3 separate regions of the Mus musculus genome follow, and all the other regions are linked to region 3. A link is a contact called in public promoter capture Hi-C data. All regions are on one chromosome and are shown on one strand. The core of a region is the stretch at or near the end of the contact, and the rest is flanking DNA. Distances in the headings are between cores, read along the strand shown.

What was found. Promoter capture Hi-C pulls out the DNA fragments that hold promoters and counts their contacts.
Region 1: a promoter capture Hi-C map of pre-B cells shows a contact between it and region 3, with 2.9 times the contacts expected there. The contact joins the promoter of Hspa2 here to the promoter of Ppp2r5e in region 3. A contact is called at or near these places in 2 of 39 promoter capture datasets (the HPC-7 cell line and pre-B cells), 1 of 484 Hi-C or Micro-C datasets (CD4 T cells) and 1 of 115 datasets of contacts at active chromatin or transcription factors (bone marrow-derived macrophages).
Region 2: a contact with region 3 is called in a promoter capture Hi-C map of pre-B cells, with 4 times the contacts expected there. The contact joins the promoter of Akap5 here to the promoter of Ppp2r5e in region 3. A contact is called at or near these places in 1 of 39 promoter capture datasets (pre-B cells), 1 of 484 Hi-C or Micro-C datasets (pre-B cells) and 1 of 115 datasets of contacts at active chromatin or transcription factors (bone marrow-derived macrophages).

The regions. Positions count from the first base shown.
Region 1 is chr12:76,401,622-76,406,337 of GRCm38.p6, reverse strand. Hspa2 (heat shock protein 2) reads right to left here and starts at 2,162. Exons shown (of 2, transcript NM_001002012.1): 1 at 2,049-2,162; 2 at 1-1,809. The coding sequence starts at 1,804. 4930426I24Rik (RIKEN cDNA 4930426I24 gene) reads left to right here and starts at 2,344. Exons shown (of 4, transcript NR_166810.1): 1 at 2,344-3,181; 2 at 3,443-3,543.
Region 2 is chr12:76,322,088-76,326,541 of GRCm38.p6, reverse strand. Akap5 (A kinase (PRKA) anchor protein 5) reads right to left here and starts at 1,651. Exons shown (of 2, transcript NM_001101471.1): 1 at 1,553-1,651. It overlaps Gm40443 (a long non-coding RNA gene), which reads left to right and starts at 3,378. Exons shown (of 3, transcript XR_001780628.2): 1 at 3,378-4,110.
Region 3 is chr12:75,593,331-75,598,075 of GRCm38.p6, reverse strand. It overlaps Ppp2r5e (protein phosphatase 2, regulatory subunit B', epsilon), which reads left to right and starts at 1,844. Exons shown (of 14, transcript NM_012024.3): 1 at 1,844-2,441; 2 at 4,744-4,745.

The DNA of each region.
Region 1 (4,716 bases), core at 913-3,412, 810 kb before region 3:
GCTCTTTCTGCTTGTGTTCGTACTCATCTTTCTCTGCCATCTGGTTTCGGTCAAGCCAGTTGATCACCTCCTGACACTTGTCGAGGATCTTGTTTTTGTCCTGCTCGCTAATCTTGCCCCTCAGTTTCTCGTCTTCCACGGTCTGCTTGATGTTGTAGGTATAGGACTCCACCGCATTTTTGGCTGCCACGCGATCGCGATTTGCTTCATCTTCCGATTTGTACCGCTCCGCCTCCTGCACCATCCGGTCAATGTCGTCTTTGCTCAGCCGACCCTTGTCGTTGGTTATGGTGATTTTATTTTCTTTACCGGTGCTCTTGTCGGCAGCAGTGACGTTAAGGATGCCGTTGGCATCGATGTCAAAGGTGACCTCGATCTGGGGGACCCCACGGGGTGCTGGGGGGATCCCAGTCAGGTCGAACTTGCCCAAGAGGTTATTGTCCTTGGTCATGGCCCGTTCGCCCTCGTACACTTGCACCAGCACGCTGCTCTGGTTGTCTGAGTAGGTAGTGAAGGTCTGCGTCTGCTTGGTGGGGATCGTGGTGTTTCTCTTGATGAGTGGGGTCATGACACCGCCAGCTGTTTCGATGCCGAGCGACAATGGAGTCACGTCGAGTAACAGCAGATCCTGCACATTTTCCGACTTGTCGCCGATGAGGATAGCCGCCTGCACAGCGGCGCCGTAGGCCACCGCCTCGTCGGGATTAATGCTCTTGTTCAGCTCCTTGCCGTTGAAGAAATCTTGCAGGAGCTTCTGGATCTTAGGGATGCGGGTTGAGCCGCCCACCAGCACTATCTCCTGGATCTGGCCCTTGTCTAGCTTGGCATCGCGCAGCGCCTTTTCCACCGGCTCCAGGGTCCCTCGGAAGAGATCGGCGTTGAGCTCCTCGAAGCGGGCGCGGGTGATGGACGTGTAGAAATCCACGCCCTCGTAGAGCGAGTCGATCTCTATGCTGGCCTGCGTGGACGAGCTCAGGGTGCGCTTAGCGCGCTCGCAGGCGGTGCGCAGCCGGCGCACAGCGCGCTTGTTGGGCCCAATGTCCTTCTTGTGTTTGCGCTTGAACTCCTCCGCCAGGTGGCTGACCATACGGTTGTCGAAGTCTTCGCCACCCAGGTGGGTATCGCCGGCCGTGGACTTCACCTCAAAGATGCCATCCTCGATGGTCAGGATGGACACATCGAAGGTGCCCCCGCCCAGGTCAAAGATGAGCACGTTCTTCTCGCCGCCCGCACAGCCCTTCTTATCCAGGCCGTAGGCGATGGCCGCTGCTGTGGGCTCATTGATGATGCGCAACACGTTGAGGCCGGTGATGGTGCCCGCATCCTTGGTGGCCTGGCGCTGCGAGTCGTTGAAATAGGCAGGAACAGTGATGACTGCGCTCTGCACCTTGCCCCCCAGGTAGGCTTCGGCGATCTCCTTCATCTTAGTGAGGACCATGGAAGAAATCTCCTCAGGGAAGAAGGTCTTCATCTCCCCTTTATATTCCACCTGCACTTTGGGCTTCCCACCTTCGCTCACCACTCGGAACGGCCAGTGCTTCATATCGGACTGCACTGTGGCGTCCTCGAACTTCCGTCCGATCAGCCGCTTGGCGTCGAAGATGGTGTTTGTGGGGTTCATGGCCACTTGGTTCTTGGCGGCGTCGCCGATGAGACGCTCGGTGTCAGTGAAGGCCACGTAGCTGGGGGTGGTGCGGTTACCCTGGTCGTTGGCGATGATCTCCACCTTGCCATGTTGGAATACCCCCACGCACGAGTAAGTGGTGCCCAGGTCGATGCCGATAGCCGGGCCGCGGGCAGACATCCTGACTGAAAAAACAGGCAAAGCAACGTTAGGACGAAAGCGTCAGGAGAGGCAAGCGCAAGCCGGGACCTGAGCCAACGGTCGCTTCTCACAACTCTCCACGAGCGCGACTAGCGTCTCCCGGAGACCTCTACGGGGCTTCTGGTTCTTATAGTCCCCTCCTCCCTGCCTGCTGGAAACTCTCAGAGCCAATCGGTCCCCGGGCCCGCCCGCTCCAACCCGTCCGGCGCTCCCACAGGCTTGCCTGGTCGGAGTGACCAGCCGGTGGTCCAACTGATATCTAGTTGGGTGAGGCGCTTGACGCCAGCCTTGGGCAGGGAGACCAAGGGGCGGCCGTTATGCAAATGAAGCCCCGCCCAGTGCCTCCAGCCGCTTTGGGGGCGTTAAGCTCGCGCCAGGGGAGCCAGTGTGAAAGCCCCCTTTCCCGTTCTCTTTGCCTTTTCTAAAGCGTGATTCGCTAACATCTTTCAGATTGGCGGGGCAGATGCCCAATGAGCAGCGCAGAATCCGAAGCGTGTGGCAGGGAGGCGCGGGGCGGGGCGCGCGGAGGCAGCACGGAAGGGGCGCTGGCCTCCGAAAGGGTTTCTGTACCGTTCGGTGTCGGGTGCCGCCACTGACTCGGCTCCCGGGGCCCGAATTCCTTCTAGGGCGGTTGCATCGAATACAGAACGGCTGGGATCGGTTCTCGCCTTCCCTGCCCCTGCTGTTCCTGTAGCGGGGACTGGGGCTGGGTGAGGGGCGGTTCCAGGGCGGGGACTGCGAAGTTGGGCGGGTACGAGTCAGTACCCCTCCCCCTTCCCAGCGCGTCTCAGAAAGTGCGCGACCGGGGAAGGATGCGGGGTGCTTACCCGGGAGGCGGGTGGCTTCCCGCGCAGCGCGAGCGGCTACGGCTCGCGAGCCGCCTCCGCCCAACTTTCTCCCTCGGCTTTCCTAGTTTATTTTCTTTCAGGCGCCCTAATGGGCGGTTTTGACTTCTTGGTGGCACTGCGTAATAAGCCAGTGTCACCCCTCTGACTCCCGTCCCCGCACGCGTGATCTTGTTAAGGAATTAGTCCTTTTGCGCGGAGTTCGGTTGAATGAGAAGAATAGGTTGGCAGCACAGACTTGTGAGAGGAAGTAGATGAAAAAGAGTCTTTGGCACTTGTTTAGCCGGAATCTGAGAATAATTTTGGAAAGTATTCTCTGGAACAAGGGGGTGGGCAGAAGCTGGCTCCTGTAAAAGGACTCCCTACAGGAAAACGGAGACCTGTAATGTAGAACGACCGCCTCGCCTTACGGATGGGAAGCTGAGGACAGTCGTCGCTGTAAAACTTTGACAGGTGCCCAATATGAGATGAAAAGAACAAGGGAAACGGGCCTAAGTCGTGTGATAAGGGGGTAAGCCAGTCCGGTGACAACAGAGGGCAGGGAGGGGCACACAGAGCCTGAGGGGAAAACATCAAAGCATCCCTGAGGAGGTGACATGCCTAACTCCTGCAAAGGAGAGTAAGAAAAGCATTCTTTATCGAGGTTGAGGTGGTGGAATGTGGGCGACGAGGAGGGCAGAAGAGTTCAGAATTGAAGATTAGAATCTGGATATGTTAAGCAACTTTTTGTGCTTTGGGGTGTTTGTTAGTTTGTTTGTTTTTGTCTTCGAAGCTCCAGGAAAGAAGCACCCCTCTGAAACTGGCCAGTAAGTCGTGTGAGACAGTGATGGAGAAGACAGTATGAGAAACATGAAAGTTTTCGTTGTCTAAAAGGTAATGTTGACAGAATTCAATAAAAAACTTTAAAAGAGCTTTTGATTAAAAAAAAAATTATCTGTGTGTGTGTATGCAATGTGGTGCAGAGGCCAGAATTAGAGACCCTAGAGCTAGAGTGACATTTGGTCCTGAGCCACCTGACACAGATGCTGGGAACTGAACCCAGGTCCTTTGGTGAAGCAGTAAGTGTGCTTACCCTCGGAGCCATCTCTCCAGCTCAGAGTTCTACAAAACTTAATCGGGAAAGTTTTAAAGATTCTTTCTATTCCTATATGTAATTTACAGTTTCAAAACCACGTTTGCCATTGGCAACTGCAGTTCTCTATTTTCCATGAAAGAAACTGAAGAAAAACTTGAAATAGGAAAGGATTAAAGAAAATATCAGACCATATGTGATAGTCTGTGCTTATATACCCAGCTCTGGGGAAATTCAGCGAAGAGGAAGAGAGGGGATGGAGCTGAAGGGATGGCTCAGCTAGGAAGGGGACTAACTACTCTTGCAGGGTCCTGGGTTCTGTTCCCAACATGCATATGGCGGTTCACAACCACCATTAACTCCAGTTCTAGGGAATGTCACCACTCTCTGACGTCCTTGGGCTTTTGTATTCAAGTGCACATAAACTCATAAAGGCACGCACATACATACATACATACATAAGTAAAAAAATAAATAAACCTCAGGCAAGCAGATGGTACACATCCATGTAGACAAAACACCTTTATTATATTATTGTTATTATTATAATATTTTTAAATGAATCTTTAAATATGGAAGGTAGCGGGCTGGAGAGATGTCTCAGCAGTTAAGAAGCTAGCAGCTTGCTCTTATAGAGGGCCTGGGTTCAGTTCTCAGCATCCTAAGATGAGGACTAACAAACATTTGTACCTCCAGTTCAATAGGATCCAACGCCCTCTTCTGGCCTCCAAGGGCACTGCACATGACTCAGGCACTCTCCTTACAATTTAAACAAAACAAGACTGAGAGCTGCCAGGCCCAAAACCGGTTCATACAGAGACCCTTAGAGCTTCATTTCTGAAGTAACTATGTCCTATTGATGAAGCCATTGCAGACAAAACTTGTAATCTTCCACCACATGCATCTTTAACAGTTCACTGAGATGACAGCAGCAGCTATACCTGTGTTTTTAGCTGCATTTTTCTGCTTGCACT
Region 2 (4,454 bases), core at 402-2,901, 730 kb before region 3:
GTCGGTGGCAACAGCGCTCAGATTTAACCCAAGACTGCCTGTTTCTGAACTGCGTTCTTTCACTGCGCCTCGAGGTCCAAGAGAAAGTAAATTGCTTTAAAATGCTAATCTGAGGCTGCTTGTGACCACGCGTGACTGTAATTCCAGCAAGTGGGAGGTGGAGGCAGGAGTCTCAATCAAGGCCATCCACAGAGCTACATAGTAGAGTTGAAGACAGCACCAGCTACGTGAGACCCTGTCTCAGAAAAACATGTAAAACTAAACTGACACATAGCTTAGTGACAGAACATTGGCCTAACGTGCCACAAGATTCTGGGTTTGAGCCCCAGTGCCACCAAAAAAAGTAATAGTCCACAGAATGGCAAGGCTTAAGGAATGAGGACCTGGAATGACTAGCTAACAACAGCTCCGTGCATTTTAGGTGCTGAGCCCTGAGTTAGGCGCAGGGGAGCCTTTCATGCATATTCTTCACAGAGCTTTCACTTGGGTACCAGTTCCCAATTCTCTGTAGAACTGGAACCCTGAAAAACCGTTTTAAGAGCTAAGGCTTTTCTTTTGTTTTTTTAAGGGTAAGTATTGAAAGCTTCATCTTTCTACAAAGAAACATAAAATTCTAGAATGATGGGACCAGTATAACATTTGCAGTCTCTCCTCACACACCCTAGCACTAGAACTAGAACCCAGTCTTAATGGCTTCCACGTCTTCTTTCCCTGAGCCTCCAGCGCTCTAGAGATCATTCCTTCTAAGTGTGTGTATTAATAGAAGAAATATTCAAATGAGATTATATTCCGGAAAGTCTCTGAAACTAACCTAAATGGCCTAGATGGTTGCACGAGAGGTTTCTTTTAATGTACATCACTGTAGAGATCAACACCCCAACAAGTGTAGGCGAGGCAGGGAAAGGATGCAGCCTGCAGGCATTAAAACTTTGCAGAGTGTTAAGACTGCAAATGATTCACCTTTACCTTCGAGAGGACCATTATTGTCTTGGAAACCTTAAAGTCCCTGCTGTCCTTTCCTGGCAGAATCTCCTGTCCAAGACCACAGAAAACAACCACCACCCTTCTCCCCTTGAGCAACAGAGAGCAACCACTATCTGAACAGAGCAAGGAACCCTTCCCAGCACTAGACACGAACCGCGAAGCTTCCTCCTGGAGGAAGGATTCTCCAAGCTTGACGCCCCTATGGCAGGAGACAGAGCTCAGGATAAAGTGCTCAGAAAGGAAAATACCGGGGGCGTGGAATAGATAGCCCAGCTTCAAGCTATCTGCAGAACTATCATAGCCCGGAGCCGAAAATCACAGTTCCCCAGAAAACCCCTAAAGGAAAAGGGTTAGGTAGGCAGCCGGTGCCAAAGCAGCAGCTGCAACTCGTGCGAAGCGAGCGGGCGGCAGAACAGCCCAGGGTCACCCACCTGGAGCCGTCTGAGGATCGGCGACCTTGCAGTCGTGTCCCTCACAATCTGGTGACCAGGACCCGGGGTCTGCCGCCGTTACCAGGGCTCAGTGCACCAGATTCTGACCCAGAGCCTCTAGTCTTGCCTCTACTTACCCAGATCGTCGCGGTCTCTGGCCAGCTCTGCTCCCGAGGTCGAGGAGCACGGGCCCAAACAACGGAGAGCCCCGGAGACCGCGGAGCGCGCAGCCCTCTGCAGAGGGACCGCAGCCGCGCGCCCCCTCCCCAGCGCGGAGAGAGACAGCTGGTCGCGCCAATGCGCGTGGAGCAGTGGGGCGGGGCTAGGGCCGGGGGCGGGGTGAACTCAGCCAGCCACCTGCCAGCCGACTGCCCAGCGGCCTGGGAGAGACCTCCGTGCTCCCGCCCCGGACGCATCACCGCTGCATAAAGACATCAGGACCAGGGTGGAGGGACCACTAAAGCAAAGCAGGAGGACTGCAAGAGGGTAGAAACCCCTCATTTCCTGAGACGCACATCCGTAAAAACCTTGTTTGAATTTATAAGGCTCCCACCGTGAATCCCCCCTGGAACATTAAAGACAAGGTAGAAAGCATATCTACAGATAAAGATTGATGGGAAAGATGGCTCAGCGGTGAACAGCACGTATTTCTCTTCCAGGGGGTTTAAGATCGATCCCCATACACCCACATTAGGCGGCTCACAACCACCTGTAACCAGCCCTAGCTGGATCTTTTGCAAAAACAAAATTAAAAAGCAAGATTCATAACAGTACAGAGACAATAAGGGGCCGGGGGAGGATTTTATTTTATTTATTTTGTCGAGACAGGGTTTGTCTGTGTAGCCTTGCTTGTCCTGGGACTCACTCTGTAGACCAGGCTGGCCTTAAACTCACAGGGATCCACCTGTCTCTGCCTCCAGAGTACTGGGATTAAAGGCCTGTGCCACCATCCACTGGCAGACATTTTATTTGTGTAGCTCTGTACGACCGACCTGAAACTCATTGTGAACCAGCCTGGTATTGAACTCACTGAGATTCACCCACCTCCACCTCAGAAGCTGCACCTGGCTATGGAGAAAATTATATATATATGGTGAGAAACAGAAATAAACTCACTAAACAGAACCTCAACCTGGTACTGGTACAGTCCTCACTCTGGAACAGGAAGGTGTCAGCTCAGGTGGGAACCAGCACAAATATGGCTCTGTGCACACAAAGGTGTGGCCTCCCCAGCTCAGGGCCTGTGGCTTTGGGATGTTTTCAAGCTGAGACCCTGTAAGTCACACACACACTCTGACAGGCTTGTTTCACCATGTCCAAACCTCAGGCTCTGTGCACACCAGGCAAATACCCTTTGCTCCAAATGGGGCTGGAATAGTGAGCACCCTCATCTCCGTCCCCACTTGAGAGGAACAAGGTAAGCAGACCCCAAGGGATGTCCTAAAGGAAACAGTAATCCAGCCGCGGTTCTGATATGAGATGTCACATGGGCCATGTTCTGTGCTCACCTGTCAGCATGGATGTGGTACTCCAGCAGGCCTCAGCCTCCTCCAGGGCTCCTCCTAGCACAGAGCTCGAAAGCCCCAGGGACGCGGAAGAACAAGACCCTGTCCCCTTTCTTAAGTGGACCATGACCTTTGAGAGGTCAATATCAGATGTCCACTTGGGGATGGTTTTTCAAGGAATATATTTTACCTTCCTCAGACTCTCTAGTCTAGATTTACTCCAACCAGACCTGATAAGGAATAAACTCTTAAGGCACAAAACAGACCGGGAGGACCCAGATTCAACTCCCAGCACCCACATGGCAGCTCATAACTGTCTCTGACTTTTTTCCATGGAATATGACTCCCTCACACATGCAGGCAAAACACCAATGTACATAAAAGAAAAATAATTTTAAAAAGAGAGTTCTTGATTTGCAGAGAATCAGAGTTCAATTCCCAGCGCACATTTCAGTTCTCTATAACTGCCTTTAACTCCAGGGGATCCTCTTCTGGCCCCTGTAAGCCCTCTGCGTGCACGCGAGTGCGCACACACACACACACACACACACACTTGCCAGTGTGCGGTTTGGACAGGGTGAAACAAGCCTGTGATCTCAGTACTTAGGAGGTAGAGACAGCAGGATGAGACTTTTCAAAGCCATCCTTGGCTACACAGGGAATCTAAGGCCAGCCTGGACTACATGAGATCCCATCTCAAAAAAAAATCCAAATGAGTTAGCTTTGTTCATCCAGCAAGCACAGATGTGTGAAATGACTTTATACCCGCAAGCCGGTTATATGTTAACCGTTTTTGGTAGTTTTGAACTTGAGACGAGCGGGAAGAAACTCTTAAGCTTTTCCAAATCCAGCAGACCTGGGAGTTGGCGGTCATTTTAGGAGAGGAAGCTCATGCAGATGATTGATGGGGTAACCTGGCTATGATGGGGTAACCTGGCTATCTTAGTAGAAACCACTTGGAGCCAGGTGTAGTAGCTCAATCCCAGGACTTGAGTAGCTAAAGCAGAAGGACCATACATCCCTAGCCAGGCTGCGCTACATCGCAAGACCCACTTGAAAAGAAGAGAAAGCATCGGACAATGAGAGATGCAGGCTGAAAGAGCAGCAGTGAAGAGCATCTTAGAAACTCAAGTGCAGCTCGCCTGCACCGGCTTTGGCCTTAGAAGAATGGGAGCTGACTATAGTCTAAGGTAAGAGGTGGATTATCTCATGCTCTAGGGGAAAATAAGACTTATATGATCAACAACTTATCTGGCATCTTTCTCTCATCCATACACAATGCACCCAGGAAAGAGAATGAGCCGGGGGGAGGGGACGCATATTACTATAAATAAGAATCTGCATTTTGGCTTTTCTTTAGGATATGGCTAGAACTTGAGGCCAGATGTTTGAACAATGTACTGCATGCACAAGAGGAAGAAACCTGTCACTCCTAAACACACTCAAGTGACAGGGCCGCTGAAGCTATTACTGTATTATTGCCTACTACTCCGTCTGAGTTATATAATTAGGAAATGAGCTATAAATACCTCTC
Region 3 (4,745 bases), core at 595-3,094:
CACAGGCAAGGATGTTCCCATATTAAAAAAGACCTCCTCATCTCAGTTGCTCAGCTATTTTATAGAAAATGAAATGACTTTGAAATGAATTGTCTTTATAGCCATCCATAATTTGCAAGCAAAATCCTCACTCTACAAAATGTGAAATGTTCTAAGCAACAGCTGTGAGCATTTCAAACGTGCACTACTTTTTAACGGTTCAACTGTTGCCAAGGGAAATTGAGTTGGCTTCAAAATCTTTCTTGGTTTTAATTTTGCATTTACCAATCAGACGTTGAAGAAACATGCTCTGCTTGGCTAGGATATTAAACATTTCTAAAGACTGAAGTATGGAAATATAAGTTACTTGAAGCCAGGAACCAGACTGGAATTCCATATAATTCTGCAGCATGGGGCAATGAACTTTATTAGGGTAAAAATGGCCACTCAGTCAGTCAGTCAGCAGCCAGTCTTCTGGGGTCTGCTTTCGTATAAGCCATCTTTCCCATTTCAGTTCAGGGCAGTAACATTCTCTTTCATAGTACAGAATTATTTTTCTACCCAACAGGATAGAAATTTGCAACAAACCAGAAACGCAAACGCATGGTTAGCACTTGTGGGTATGATACAGAGAGCTTTATAAATGTATATTCCTTAACTGTACAGAACATGACATGATACTGAGAGGAAAAACTCGGCTACAGGATGAAGCATTTTGAGTTTGAAAAAGAATATACATACATGTGTGTATGTATGTATACATACATATATATATACATATATATATATATACTTGTGTGTATATACATATATGAAATATAATACTAAAACTACATCAAAATGACTGGTTATTTTGGGTTTATGGATTATAATATTATTTCTCCTGTATTTCCCCTCCCAGATTTCCAAATTTTGAGCAGCTGGTAGTTTGATCTTTGTAGTTAGTATTTTTTTCTTCTTTTAACTATTGTACGTAGCCTGCATTCAAATTGATTGATGGTCTAAGAATATTCTTTGGAAACGTACCATTTGGCCTAGGGTTCACCAATGATGCAAAAACATGTATGTATTTTCGTCCTCGTTCTAGATAGAGGTAAGTCTTCTGTTTAAACTCAGACTCAAACTATCAATTAAAATCTGTCGAGTTGGGGGCTGGGTATTTCGGAGTCCTGAAAGGGCGAATGCGGGTATTCTGAATGGGAGACTGCAGAGTTGCCATCTGCATTAACTCCCGGAGCGCGGGCCCCCGCCGAGCCTGGCAGGGGCATCAGAGAGCTGATATTCAGAACTGGCTTTTGGGGGGACCAGGTGAGAGTCCAACCGGTGGCCAGGCCTCCCACGAGTTGAGCGAAGGACAGCCACTGGGGTATTTTTCTGCCGGCTTCCATGGCCGCGTTTACACAGGGCTCAGGGGGCCGTGGGTTCCGTGCGGAGTGGGGCTTGCGGGCTGAACCGTGAGGCACCAGGACGGCCGCCCTGTGGCCTTCGGATACCCGGGTGAAGACGCTCGCGGTCCACAGGGTTCCGCCTGGCGGAAGCTCCAGTCTCGGGCGCGCCCGCCGAGCTCTCCTCAGGCCTAGCAGACGCCGCAGTACCCCCACTTCAGGCGCCCTGGCGGAAACGGCGGCCCGGTCGCCCGAGCTCACGGTAGCATCCGGGTCCCCCGCGCCTCGCCCAATCGAGGGCCCCGTCCCTTCACACCCTCCTGTTTCCCCGCCCCCCCGCGCCGCCAATCCCCGACCAGCTCTCAGCCGAACGTGCTGGCCTGGGAGTGAAGGCGCGCGCCGGCCAATGAAGTCTCGCTTCCCGTTTGAAGTCTCCAGTGGGCGGGCGTCGGAGGCGGGCTCTGCTAGCCAGGAGGTTCGGTTGCGCCTGTGCCATGGACTCAGCCGCCCGGTGATATTGACAATAGGAGAGAGAAAGGGGCATTGACGGGGACCCTGCGCGGGTAGCGAACGGCGGCTCTGGCAGCGGCGGCTCAGGCGGCTCCAACTCTTCCTCCCGACTCCCGCGCTTGCTGCCGCTGCAAATCCAGGCTTCCTCCCTCCTCCCCCTCCCCGCGTCGCCGCCGCCGCCGCCGCCGCCACCACCGCCGCCGGGTCCGGTGCAACGAGCAGAGGCGCCGCCCGCCGGGAATGTGAACGAAGAGCCACCGGCCGCGCCGCAACCGGGTCGGTGCCGATTTGATGGGACGGGCCCGCGGGGGAGGCTCGTGAGGCCGCCGCTGCCACTGCCGGAGCGCTGAGGTTAGGGGCCAGCCGAGAGGCCTAGAAACACTGCCGCTACCGCGGAACCGGAGGGACGTCGCCCCGGACGGCCGTAGTAGCCCGGGGCTCTCCGCCGCTGCCTGGACCTCCCCCCGTGCGTCCCGGGCCGTCGCCCGCCCCCGCCGCGGCCCCTAGCTCGCAGCCCACTCCGCGCAGCCACAGATCATCTTCCGATTCTTTCCCAGGAGCTTCAAGGTAACTTCAGCTTCGGGTCCCGCGGCTTGCCTCCCGGGGAACCCGCGGAGCGGCGGGCTCGGGAAGGCCGGGCCCAGGCAGCTGAGGGGTGCGGCGGGGTGGGGGGAGCGGGAGCAAGCGCCCGGCCCACTTGTCTGATCTACCTGCAGAGGCTTTGGAGGCCAGCACCTCTCTTCTCCTCGGCCTCGCCGGCTCCTTTTCCTCCCTCTTTTGAGGCGTTTTCTTGCCCCCCCCCCGGCGGGGGCGGGGGAGCAGGGAGGAAGATTCCGTGGCCGCGCAGCTTCTCCAGGGCTTGGGGTTTATGTGAACATACCTGCAGACAAACAGGCCACTTCCCTGTTTTCATACCTCCCCCTTGGAAAAGCCCCAGTAGTGTGCTCTTTAGAGAATGCTAACGCTTTGGGTGCAGTGGCCCAGGTGAAACCTGTTTCCCTGGGCTTTGCAGGGACCCCGCTGTTACCATCATTTCTGCAATGCTTTGAGTTGAGATCCTTGACATTTTATTCAGAGCTGCGCGCATAAGAGGCAAATGATGAAAAAGAAAGCTGCCTATAGATCATCGTTAGAGATGAGAGAAGAGAAATAGAGACAGAATGAGGGATGGGGGGAACGAGGCTTACAGAAATCTGTGTTGCTAGGGTTAGAGTGAAATCTAAATAATTCCCAGATGAAATTGTAATATTCGTCCCTAAATTTACAGCATACCAGTGCGATGTGGAACTTCTTGCTGAGGTCTGACATTTTCGATAGTATTTATAATTTATTATTCCGTTTTTTATATGTCACATTATATTTCAAGCCAAATTAGAGTTAAAAGAAAATAACTTTCTAATGAAAGAATCACGAAGTCCTCAAAATCCCAAATTAACCTTAATATTGTCCTCCCCTCTCCAAAGTCTATGCTATTTTAGTTGAATCCAGGTAATGCAGATGACTGTTTAATCATAACACATTGGGAAGGCAGCTATCTTACTCTTTGTGGAAGTTAAAAAAAAGCATTTGTCTTAGGTGTCGGTATGACACTTGAGGAACTGAGCCTGAGCACTGCATCATATGCATTCTGTCGATCTTGTCTGCCATTAATCTTGCATGGAGCCTCAGTAGCACCTGAATGGTACTGGCGTCTGTTTAGTTTGGTGAAGGAGTCTAAGCTCAATGCTTGGGACTTTTAGCATCTGTCCTTCCTTTGAATAATTTCGAAGATTAAATAATTGCAGAATGATATTCAGTCAGTTCTGTTGGTTTCATGTAGCACAATATTTGAACTTAAACTCAACTTCATCTTGGGAGGCTGTGAAGTTATGTTTTCAGTTCAACTTTGCATTGGAGTTTATCTTAGTTTTGTTTATCAAACTTTAATAACTTAAGATGGCTTTATTTAAAAAATTTGAAATAGTTGTAATCGTGCCTTTTGTGCGTTCTCATTCAAGTAATCTAGCCTGTCCTCATGTGCAAGGTGGTGGCTTGTAACAGCAAGCACAGCATGGCACATTGCACCAAAAGTCCTGCTTAGATGGTGCCAGTAGGATTATACTTAGAGTAATCATGGTGCTGTCGGATACTGAGGTGGCTCCGCTCATTTTTTTTTTTTTTTACCTGAGGCAGGATCTCCTCCCACTGTGTGTCCCAGGGTTGGAGTCAAGCTGTTTAGGCTGGCCTTGAACTCATGACCTTTCCTGCTTTTGAGTGCTGTTACCCGCTACTATACCTGGCTTCATTTGTTTAGATTCTTGAAGTGCAAAAGGGTTTTAGCCCATTCATAATATTAAATTTGTCAGGAAAATGTTTCTGTGGACTTTTTCCAGCTTCAGAATCGCTCCAAAATGACTTCAGGAATCCCAAGATGGGAAGAGCTGTGCAATTAAAATGGGCAGACAATATAGAGACTTGAGGTCCAGGAAGACATTTTTTTAATGCTAATAATGGAGTGGTGATACATTAGAGTTCTGATTTTGTTTAATGGTAGCCACGTTATTTATTTCCCCTTGACAAGATTTTTCTTTTTTGTTTTTTTGAAACAGGTTTGTGTGTGTGTGTGTGTATGTGTGTGTATCCCTGGCTGTCTTGGAACTCACTCTGTAGACCAGGCTGACCTCTACCTGCCTCTGCCTCCTGAGTGCTGGGATTAAAGTCGTGTGTCACCACTGCCCGGCAGCAGCAAGACTTCTCTTAATTGATTTTTTTATTTTTTGGTACATATTCCTATTTTCACGAATATTGTATATGGGACTTTTAAGATGTGTATAACTCACATGAATACTTTCACCATGGGCTCATGTTCATGTTTCCTCTTTCTCTTCAGTA